Regions from separate parts of the Gossypium hirsutum genome. Here region 1 is linked to region 2. A link is a contact called in public Hi-C data. All regions are on one chromosome and are shown on one strand. Each heading gives the region's core, a stretch centred on a gene start, on an enhancer-like site or on the middle of the called end of the contact. The rest is flanking DNA. Distances are from core to core; before and after follow the strand shown.

Evidence for each region. A called contact is a pair of places that touch in the nucleus more often than the background predicts.
Region 1: a contact with region 2 is called in a Hi-C map of fibers, with 3 times the contacts expected there. The contact joins the enhancer-like site here to the promoter of LOC107951770 in region 2. A contact is called at or near these places in 12 of 34 Hi-C or Micro-C datasets (callus, fibers, hypocotyl and 2 more).

Annotation. Positions count from the first base shown.
Region 1 is chrD01:9,111,532-9,117,400 of Gossypium_hirsutum_v2.1, reverse strand. No RefSeq gene overlaps it. Among protein-coding and RNA genes, the nearest start is that of LOC107940012, 32 kb to the right of the region's middle. Within about 2 kb of position 1,565, at least 6 of the 9 cell types and tissues checked have an H3K27ac peak or open chromatin away from gene starts, as enhancers often do. A contact at or near this core is called in fibers, where this site is marked.
Region 2 is chrD01:8,993,300-8,999,252 of Gossypium_hirsutum_v2.1, reverse strand. LOC107951770 (mRNA cap guanine-N7 methyltransferase 1) reads left to right here and starts at 3,014. Exons shown (of 13, transcript XM_016886906.2): 1 at 3,014-3,198; 2 at 3,753-3,892; 3 at 3,980-4,048; 4 at 4,146-4,217; 5 at 4,716-4,817; 6 at 5,074-5,130; 7 at 5,435-5,573; 8 at 5,914-5,953. The coding sequence starts at 3,123.

The DNA.
Region 1 (5,869 bases), core at 316-2,815, 120 kb before region 2:
AATTTTGAATCCAAGAAGCATTACTAAATTCTCGGTCTAGCCTTTCAAATACCCCTTCTCTTTGCCATGTGAAGGATGGCCTCCAAAATCCCAAATCATGTAGGTTGTTTGCTTCAACAAGCTCCCCAAAGTAAGGACGTCGTCTTCTAATAGTACTCATTCTTTTTTTATCATTCTAGGGGACAATGGTGGTAGGTATAGTCTCTTTTAATGCTTCCCATAGCAATATTCTCTTTGTTCTATTTGGGCTTCCATACACGAAAACAATTAGGACTGTTTGTATGGGAATTCTGAAAGAAACTCATGCTAGGATGAATTGAGGGTGGTTTCGGATAATTTCAAGACTAACTAAGTTTTTCCAACCAATCCAGATCCCCCCTAAGAACCCCCAAGCTTCTACCTGATAGGAGTAGTGCAGCCTTAATTTTGCATTTATCTCATCAGCTTTGTGGCCACTGACTTTTGGTTTTAACAAGCTAATAATATATGGCTTATGCTCCATATTATATTCTCTAAAAATGCAAGGAAACTTCTCACTCACGCATTATTGAAAATTCTAAGAAAATATTGAAAGTGAAGAGTTCATTATTAAAAAGCACAGTAAATGAATAAATGTCCTTACAATTACTGACCAGCTCTTACCTGCTCTCCTGACTTTTCATCCATCACTTTGGGAACTTCGTTCACCAACCCCCGCTGGAACTGGCTTTGTAGTAACTTGACCATGTTGCTAATTGATTCAACAAGTGGGAGTTTTCAGGGAGAAGCCTTAAAAGGGCTACCTTTTTCCTTAATGACTTTCTTGAGCTTCTTACCTTTTCGGCTACCATTGGCCTTCACACTACCTTGCGCCGAAGAAAATTCTATTAGATGTCCTATTGTAATGGTTCTGCTTCTTTGTATGGTCCCCCAGTTCTATGTTGGATGTTCTCTTTAAAAATGACCACCAAATGTTTTGCAGCGTCAAGAACACCTACCGTCAGAATCGCTTAGATTTCCTACAAATCCCCTATCCTTGGTTGGCTATTATGGCAGGTGACATCCACTGACCTGCCTTTTTCTAGAGCCAAATGTCCTTGTCTTAGTTTGGCTTCGTCGATCTTTAGCGTAAACTTACTGGCGATCCAAAGATTGCCCGATGCTTGGGTAGCCAAGCTTGACCCAGCATTTTGCCGCTAGCTTTGGCCTAGGTCCACTTTTGACCCAACCACATGAACCTGCGAATCTTCTTCCCCAACTAGGTTTTCCAAAACCTGGAACCTAGAGTTGTCCGCCAATTGTGCCTAAGTCTCACCACTGTCCTTCCTTTCCATTCTCAAAGTGCGTCTGCCCCACCTCTCGGCAAGCATCCACGGCCTATAGGTGCATAGATTTGGCGCTGCGACTTCTTTATTTTCCTTTGAAATTTGCCTCTGTTCTCTCCTATTCCCTGTAATGCCTATGCCAAATTCCTCCGGCCCCGTTGCTTCCTTAGGGCAGATCTCCTTCACATGCCCATAGTAGTCGCACAACAAACAAACGATCAGTAAGTATTCATATTCAATCCACTGAATAACTCTTTTTACCAAGACTTGAGTGATCAAAGCCCTATCCAAATTGATGAACACTACTATTCTTGCAAACCTCCCCCTAACGCTGTTGTCCGTATTGAAATCAAATTTTGCAACTTTCTCGATCATCCCCCTATTTCCCGTAAGATTTGTAGCTTATACATATGCCCAGTAACGTAGGAAGTCGGATCCATGCCATAACCGTGCTTAGATACGGCTGAGCTGGATTAAAACCCATAGTCCATGACTGTACTGTTAAGTACTACCCAAACACGGCTCAAGGACCATAACACAAGACTCTCTCGTAATCCTTCGAGTTCTTAAATTTGGCTAAAGATTAATCATGCTCCACATCTATTAAACGGAACGATTGAGGTGATTTCCAGAGTGAAAAAAACCTTGTTCTAAAGTGCAGCGTACCCTATACTTCTTCCCAAAAGTTTGATTACTACTATGTGTTCCATGTGTTTGATAAGGATTTGGTGTACGCGTTCTGAAAAATTAATCGAAGGAATACCATTGACCAACGAGCGCTCCACATCCTCCTTTAACAGTCTGAATTCTTTTGCTCCATCCAACCCATCCGAAGTTGTTGTTCTCTCATCTGCTCGGAGTCCCATACCTACCAGTTGGTCTTTCCAAGAAAGGAACTTTTCAGCAACTAGTGTTGTATCCATCACAACATCCCAGTCTTCCTCTATTCCCCGAATTGGTACTTTCTTTGTTGAGCAATTCACCAAATCACCCTCATCGCCACCTTCGTACTCCGTGCTCTTCATCGTAATCAATATGGAATGTTAGTGTCCCCCAAAACAACTCATTTAATTAATTAAGTATTTAATTTAATTTATAAAATCTATTTAATATATATTTTTAAATTAAGTATGGAATACTATTAGATTGTTTGATAAATGTATTTTTAAAATTTTAAAGCTAAATTATTTAAATAAATATAATATTAAAAGAAATAAAATAAAATAAAAAGAATTTAAAATATTCTACTTTGTTATTTAGAGACTATATTATTTTATTATTAAATTATGGCATGAGATTTAGGTTTTGGGTCTTATATAACATGTTTAACATTTAATTTGTTTTTGTTAGGAACGACTCGATTAAGCAACAAGTAAAAAAAATAGCGGAATAAATTGAGAAATTGAACACACAAATTTAATATGGAAAAGCCCCTCCAAAGAGGATAAAAAATCACGGGCAAAGATAATTTTACTATAATGACAAAAGAACGAAGAGTACAAAAGATGGAGATAAAAACTAAACCCCGGAAACTCGAAAACAAAGAACCCTCAAAACATAAACACAAAATTCTCTAAATGTGTTATGAGTTCTAATCTCTAATGGGTGTATTTTCTAAGGTTGTAAAAGAGCCTATTTATAGGCTAAATTCATAGGTCAAATAATAATAAAATAATCTAGACTACTCAGAGTTTGATTGAAACAAATAAACAGAGTTTAACTGAAAGATTATTTCTCAAATTTGACTGAAATAGGAGTCATACTCAACAAATCTCCACCTTGACTCATATTTCCACAATGCCCTCTTTGCCAAAGCCTGCCACGGGCCTATCTTGAACTATGCAGAGAATTAATTAATTCGAATCTATGCTTAGAAGCTGGAAGACTTCTAGCCTTCAACTTGTACACTGCGAAATTAAAATTAACTCGAGTCTGATTTTCACAAACACAATGCCCTAACTTTTCAAAACCTGCATGCAAAAAAGAACGTCTCTTCAACGAAACGGTCATACCTTTTTCCCTCCTATGACCAAGTTGCCTCCCCTCCAAACAAGTTGAATTCGACTCCATAACGGACAAGGGACATCCGATTTCACCGGTCACTGTAAAACCTTCTAGAATATAAAGACTGCCGGTTCTTTTACCTTTTAACAAAACGAGAGCTCCACGAGATACTTTAATGTCGCTCGACTCGATGTTGATTTTGGATCCTTTCAAGTCTAAAATACTCAATGAGATGAGATTCTTTCATAAATCAAGTACATACCTGACATCTGAGAGTGTCCTAATCGTCACATCGTGTATCCTAATTTTAACAGTACCAATGCCAATTACCTTACTAGATGCATCATTTCTCATGCGTACAACTCCACCTTCAACCGAACTGTATGTGAAGAACCATTCTCTATTGGGTCACATGTGGAAAGAACATCCCGAATCTAGGATCCACTCGGACGTGAGCTGGGAGTTATAACTCGTTGACACTAGCAAGAAATCATCACCGATTTCATCAACCAAATTAGTACCAGCTACATCTTCCTCGTTACTCTCAGCAACTATTTTATTTCGCAGTTTATAACAATCTACTTTGGCATGACCTAACTTTTTATAATAGCGACACATTTTGTCTCGTTTTGTTGATGCTACCAAAACGGAAGCTTGCCTATCTACCTTGCTATCCAAACCAAACCCGAAAATAAAGAACCCTCAAAACGTAAACACAAAATTCTCTAAATGTGTTATGAGTTCTAATCTCTAATGGGAGTATTTTTTAAGGTTGTAAAAGAGCCTATTTATAGGCTAAATTCATAGGTCAAAGAATAATCAAATAATCTAGACTAATCAGAGTTTGATTGAAACAAATAAACAGAGGTTAACTAAAAGATTATTTCTCAAATTTGACTAAAATAAGAGTCATACTCAACAAAAAGTACACATATAAAGATTTTAGTTTGAAAAATTGTAGCCCAACAAAACTGTTTTAGAAGTTGAAATGAAACCATACCTATGACGCAATTAGAAATATAAAAAGGACTAGGTTCTTATAGCATCAAATGTCAATTTTCACTGATTCATCTCTACCAATAGAATTTCATCCAAACTATGGTATCTTTTCTATTCAATCGACGAATATACCAATAAAAAAATGTCACATCAGTTGATTTGTCTAGGTTATCATATATCAATTCAGTTAACATTTTCTTCCTTTAATTATTAAATAATATAGGCACCAATATAAATTCACCTTTAAAGTCAATAGAAAATTTGTGTTCTTCTTAACTGTCAATAAAAGCATCCATTTGTCGAGCTTTTTTTTTAATTTCTCACCATGTATTTTTTAAGGGTTACATGTTTTTTTATCGATATCAATGTATTTTAAATTCCTACAAATTTTGTGTTGAAGAAGTACAATTCAAGAAAATGTCTGGCTTATAGGTACGGAGTTCGAACTAAATATTATTGATTACTGCTCTTCATCTATTAGTATTAATGCCTTTAGCTTGATTTCAATATTCATAAGTATCAAAGTTCAACAAATGATATTCAGAGAGTATTTATTTCATGTAGGCCCAATCACTTAAATTAAATTTTGGTGGTTGGACCTCGACACCCAATATAACCATTTTCTCTTCATTATTTTTAACCTTAAATGTAATAGCTCGGTTTTCAAAAATGTCGAAAACAGTAGTACGAGATCACCAAATTCAGAAAATAAGCTCGTAAATTTTATTATCAATAATTACGAGCCAAATATGATTTTTAAGAAATTTTTAAATTAGTAATTTGTATTTTATAAAAATTTATTAAGTCAAGAAATTGAGAAAAAGAGGTATCGAGACTTCGATATTATAAACCGAGCCGTAAATATTTTTATAAATATTTACAGAGTGTCAATATGGTAGTGTTAAAGTTTCGTCAGAAAATTTTAATGTTTTGGCAGTTAATTAATAAAAAAAGACTAAATTGAAAAGATGCAAAACTTGCTAAAGTGATTAAATAGCTTAACAATTAAATAAGGAAGGACTAAAATAGAAAATGGACCAATTTAGGGGGCTGAGATGACATAACGTTAAAAAAAAAGTCTAAGATTTTTATGTATTAAGGATAAAATTGGAATTACAATAAAGTTTATGTGGCCAAATTTTATTTTAAGCATTTCAAGACCATTTCTTCTTGAAATTTCGGTGGGAGACAGCCATGGAAGAGGGTTTGGAGCTGGTATTCCATATTTTGGCTTCAAGTAAGTTTAATTCTTGCTTTGTCCTTGAAATTTTTATATTTTTAGACTTTTACAATTAGGTCCAACTTAGTATTCTACTAGTTTCTCATTTTGTTGAAAGTTTTGGAAGATACTAATGATAAGTTCATATGATTGTTGTTATTTTGTGATGAAATTGAGATGTTAATGGATGTTTAAAGGTGTTTTATTAAAGAATTTTAGATGAAAACATGTTTTAGGGATTAAATTGAAAAGTATTGAAATCATGGAGAAATTCTAAAATTTCATGGAATCTATGGGCTGTTATTGATATGTATGAGAAATACTAGGCTTGAATCAAGGATTA
Region 2 (5,953 bases), core at 1,765-4,264:
AGTCTTTCCGTTAAAAAATTCATATATTTCTACTATTAAGTGATGACATGGCTTCAGAGCAAGCCATGTCAACAAATATTTAAAAAATTGAAAAATCCTAAAATAAATAAATTTTTAATAATTATTTGAAACACAAAGTCCAAGATAGACCACTAACAAATTCAAAATAATAGAATCTATAACTTTTTGGGTAAACTACACCCATAATCACTCTAAAATAAGGTTTGTCCTATTTTGGTTACTCTAATTTTTTTCTCAGTTTAGTCACTCTAATTAAGATAATTGTCTAAATTAGTCACTGTTACTAAAATTTTCGTTAATCCACTAACAAATTGCAGATGTGGCATATTAACTCATTAAGTGACTAGCATGTGGCTTTTTTGTTTTTAGTTTTGACTAAAGCTAGTAATTAGCTCAAAACATTTTTTTGCTCTCATATCCCCGTGCTTTACTTTGTTCTCATGATGTTGGGAGTCATCGTCTCTCCCACTCGATTCCAACTTAAAAATCGTTCATCAAACCTACTAATATTTCCACCTACTACGCCACTGGACTAGAGGTGCTCATGGGCCGGGCGGCCCGGCCCGGCCCGACGGCCTGCCCAAAATATGGGAGGGTTTGGGTAAAAATATAGGCTCGAAATATGGGCTTGGGCAAAAAATGAGGCTCGATTAAAAAACGGGCCGGGCCTCGGGCACCACTTTTTTGGCCCGGGCCCGGCCCGAATATAATAAATTTTTTTATTTTTTAAATTTTAAAATACTTTTAAAATACTTTTTTTAAATTTTTTTTAATTTTAAAATATTTTTAAAATATTTTTAAAATACATTTTTAATTTTTTTTTATTTTAAAATATTTTCAAAATAATTTTTTTTAATTTTAAAAATAAATTTTTGGTATTTATTTAAAAAACGGGCCGGGCCGGGCCGGGCTTGTGATTTTTTTTCCCGGGCCAGGGCCGGGCCGAAATTTTTTCTGGGCTCGGCCCGAACCCGACCCAGCCCATGAGCAGCTCTACACTGGACCCACCGCATCAAGAAAAAGAAACAAAAGCAAGAGAAGAGAAAGAACAAAAAAAAAAAGAAGTTTTGAGCTAATTATTGAGAGGTTTGTAGCTTTAATAAAAAAAGTTTTAAAAAGTGCCACATGTTAATAATTTAATGAGTTAATATGCCATGTCAGCAATCCATTAGTGGATTAACGAATTTCTAACTGTAGTGACTAATTTGGACAATTATTTTAATTAGAGTAACTAAATTAAGAGAAAAAAAAATTAGAATGACCAAAATAGGACAAATTCTATTTTAAAGTGATCATGGGTATAGTTTTAGTGAGCAATATTTATATTTTATGTCACTTACTTTGACCACTTTCCTCAAACATTTATTGATTTTTATTATTATAAATTTACAACATATTTTTTCAAATTGGACCACTTAGTACTGGACAAGATGTGGAGCAAACAACTATTTAAAACAACCATTAAATTTTACATTAATTCTCTACTTATTTGTCTTTACAATTTTTTACATTTATAGTAATTCTTCATAATAATTATTAAATATTTAAATAAATTGTAACTCGATGATGATATTTAATTTACAATTCACATATTTATTGTATTTTTAAATAAATTTTCATTAATGTGTAACTATTCGATTTCCAATGGTGTCAAAAAATATCGTTATGGAACTCCATTTTCGTAAACAGAGATCGTAAATATTAAATAAAAATATTTACAGAGTTAGGGTATAGATGAATTGAAATTTGGTTAAGCGATTTTGCCAAAATTGTGAGTAATTATGGCTTAGGTGCTAAATAGTAAAAGTTTAATCTTTATAGATTTTTAATTAGATTAAGGTTTGGGGACTTAAATAGAAATTATTTAAAGGATTAAAATGACTAATAGACGAATTTTAAATGGATGATGGTGGGATGTGATGTTAATTACCATTAGATTAAAGTAATTAATGATTAGTGATTAATTGGTTATGATTAAGTTAATTAATTAAATTAAATTAAAAATAAACTAACTATATACTTAAGATAATGGAAAAAGATTATAAAACATCATCTTCTTCCTCTTTTCACCACTGTTCACCCTAAAAGCCATGGGAGAAAGGTTTTGAAAGCTTTATACATTCGACCACCATTTTTAGGTAAGTCCCCAACCATTTCTCATTGTTTTTTATGGATTTGAGATTATGGGAGCTTTGATTTAGTTAGTCCATGTACTAATTTGTAAAACTGTTAAAATTTTTGGAAGTTGTCATTGTTGAGAATTGAATGAAATTGGTGTCAAAGTGTTAGAAATTAAACTTAGTTTAAGAAAAAGATTAGATTGTAAAGCTAATGGTTAGTTTAGTACATTAGGGACCAAATCAAATTAAATGCAAAACTATTGTGAAATGTTGGTAGGAATAAAAAATAAAGGGTCCCTAATGAGTTTTGGTGAAATCATATTTTAATTTGAAGTCTTAAATTGAAAGTTATGCTTGTCCTAGTTTTAGGCACTAAATTGAATAATTTGAAAATATTTGAAATGCGTTTTAGCGCACTCGAACCTACATTCTCCTACACTAGTAATAATATCGATGCAAATCGAACTAAGACTTAATCATCTTAACGGAAGATAACTTAAAATAGAAAAAAATAATATGGTTTAGGAACTAAAAGCCTAAAATTTTAATTTTCATATTTTACCATTATTTATTTTAAAATTTTAATTTTCATATATAATTTCCTTTTTAAAAGTTCTTCTCACCCAAACGTGTTTATAACTTTTTTTTTTAATTTCTTTTTATTTTCAGCTTATCAATCATCAATATATTTTTATTAATTGATTTTTTTTACTTTTTCGTATATATTTTTAATTTTTATTGAAAAAGAAAACCGATGAAATTTAAAATCCAGTTTGAGGTCTGCCATCTGTTTTACCTTTGATCCAATAACAAGCCCACTGACAAAAACCGAACCCTCCAACAAAGCAATTTCCCACTTTTTTTTTTACCCAAATTTTTTTAAAAAAACACTAATCAATCATCCATTTGATCCTTTTCTTGGAGGACCCTCAAAAGTAATTTATAACTCTTTTTTTCCCCTTTAATTTCATAATTTTGGCTATGAAGCGTGGATACCCTGAATCTCTCTCTTCCTCTTTAGGTCCACCTCAATCCCGATTCAAACATAACCCTCAAGGTAAAATTCTTGTTAGGACTTGTTTCTTTTCATGGGTTACATTTGTGATTAGGTATGTTATGAACTTTGGGTTTTTCATATTTTATTCAATTGCAGTTTCCATATGGTTAAAAAATTGATGAAATATTCTTCTTTTAGTTTATTTTGTGGCTATTTGATTACAGTGCAGTTTTTTGTGACATGAGTTTTGAAGTTTATGTAAGATTTCAGAAAACGCAAAAAAAAAAAAAAAAAAAGAACGGTGAATTTTGATTGTTACGTGAAAATGAAAGTTTTTAAGAATGCGGTATTAAATGGTTTGCATCTAAGCTGCCAAATTTGTGTTGAATAAAAAGCTTCAGGTTTCCGATACTTAGAAGTTTCTTAGGATCCAGTTTAATTGTGTACTGTATTTTCTGTTTTTGGTTAATGAGTTAGGTTTTAAAGTTCGTAGGATTTAATTTGAGAGGGAAGAAAAATATTCCAATGTTTTTAATTGCTAGCTTTACAGCTTATAATGCAGAATTCAGTAGAAAAAAATTATTATAGAAGCTGAAATTGTATTGTGGTATTAGGTGATGCACAATTTCCGGAGGATGAGAGCACGAAGATTTTTGCTAGGAAAGTAGCTGATCATTATAGTGCAAGAACTAATCAGACTCTGGAAGAACGAGAAGCAAGTCCAATCATTCACTTAAAGAAGTTGAATAATTGGGTATGTTGTTGAACCATATGAACTACATTCTGCTCTTAGGATATATTTTTGAGTCATTTGTCATTCACTTTCTTCTTGATTGGACAGATTAAAAGTGTCTTGATTCAGCTTTATGCTCGTAAGGGGGATGCCGTTCTTGATCTTGCCTGTGGCAAGGTATTTTAGGACCCTTATTTGTATTTAGCTTACTTGTTTTTTGCCAAATTCAACTTATTTTTATCCTTGTGATATGTTTTGCTTTTATGTGTTTTAGGGTGGTGATCTCATCAAGTGGGATAAAGCAAAAGTTGAATATTATGTTGGTGTTGATATAGCTGAAGGCTCGGTAAAGTGCTAAAACACTCGGGGTTTCCCCCTATTTGTTTACTCGTTTTTCCAATTTAGTAGCTCCGTTAAGCCGTGGTCAACCTATCTGGTATCTGGGCCTCCTTCAGTACTAATCATAATTGTTCTGAGCCACTAATTTCTTAAGCAGCAGCATTTGTAACCGCAATCCTATTAGTGCATTTTTTTATAGATACATGTGAACTATTTGTTGCACGATTTGTTGTACTTATGATATCATGTAATAATTTTTAAATTACAGCTCTCTGAAACATGAGTCTTGTGCAATAGTGGATGGTAGTGTAGATGTTTTCTAGCTTAAAATCACGGATAAATTGTGTGCTTCTAAGGCACTAACAGCCTGCAGTCTAGATGTCTTTCTATACCTGAAAAGGAAATTAGAGACTAGAAAACAGCAGCAGGAAAACTAAATATTTCTCTGGTACCTATTTATGTCACTAGTTGCTATATTGATTTTGCATTCTCTATATATGCACAGATGGAAGATTGTCGTACACGTTATAATGGTGATGCAGACCATCATCAACGTCGCAAAAAGTTCACTTTTCCTGCCCGTCTATTATGTGGGGATTGTTTTGAGGTAATGATGTTGTCAGTAGCCACTTTGAAAATTACTAACTAGCCAGCATATTTATAGTTTCTGCGTCTCTGGATTACTTATCACATTCAATGGCATAATTAGTCATGGTCAATTTGAATAGGGTTATAAATTATCTGAACAGTGAAACAAAATTTATTTGGGCAATTGGACCTGAGGACCAACTTATTAAGGATGTACATGGTTTAGCAGGTATTGAAGGATATAGTTCTGATTTTTGCAAGTTGATGATTTTCAGGTGCGTCTCGATAAAGTTTTGGCAAATGATGCTCCTTTTGATATCTGCAGTTGCCAGGTGACTGAAGTGCTGTTGATGTTTTCTTCGATAGTTGGAATTTGGAAATTCTACTATTAAGTGTATTTTTTTTATCCTATGATAAAATTGCTATTTAACTATTTGTCGCCTTGTCTTTAATTACTTATTGTTCAGAAGTTTGACCTGGAGTTATTTAATCTTTAGTATTCTGACAGTATTTTTAATAGAGCTCTACATATGTAGAAGAGCTACCGATGCTATAAACTAGCTGTTTTCTCATGTAAGCTCTTTATATGACTGAACCATAAATGTGGCTGTAACACGACACTTTTGGATTTTGCAGTTTGCAATGCATTATTCCTGGTCTACAGAGGCACGTGCACGTCGGGCGCTGGCTAATGTATCAGCTTTACTTCGTCCGGGAGGCACATTCATCGGAACAATGCCAGATGCCAATGTGATAATCAAAAAGCTTCGAGAAGGTTTATTATTGCAACTTGCTTTAATAGTTCTTGTCCTTAAAAAAATACATAGAAAGTTTCAGTTATTTTCTTTCACTTTTCTACTCCCTCCTTCCATCCCTCCATTCTTCAATGCAACCAAGCACACCCTAAAACGATGAAAGCTAGTCTTTCTAGTAACTAACATCATGTAGTTTTATGGTTTCTGTAGACCAATTAGCAAAGCAATGAGATGGTTAAATTATTCCAAGCTTTCTTCTGCTTTTTCTTCTTTCCCCCCTGCCATTTTTGAAAGTTATGATTGTTGGCATGTTGGACTACTTTTTCTTGTTCTTGATTTATTTTCACTGTAACTATGCAGCCGAAGGAATGGCTTTTGGCAACAGCGTTTACTGGATACA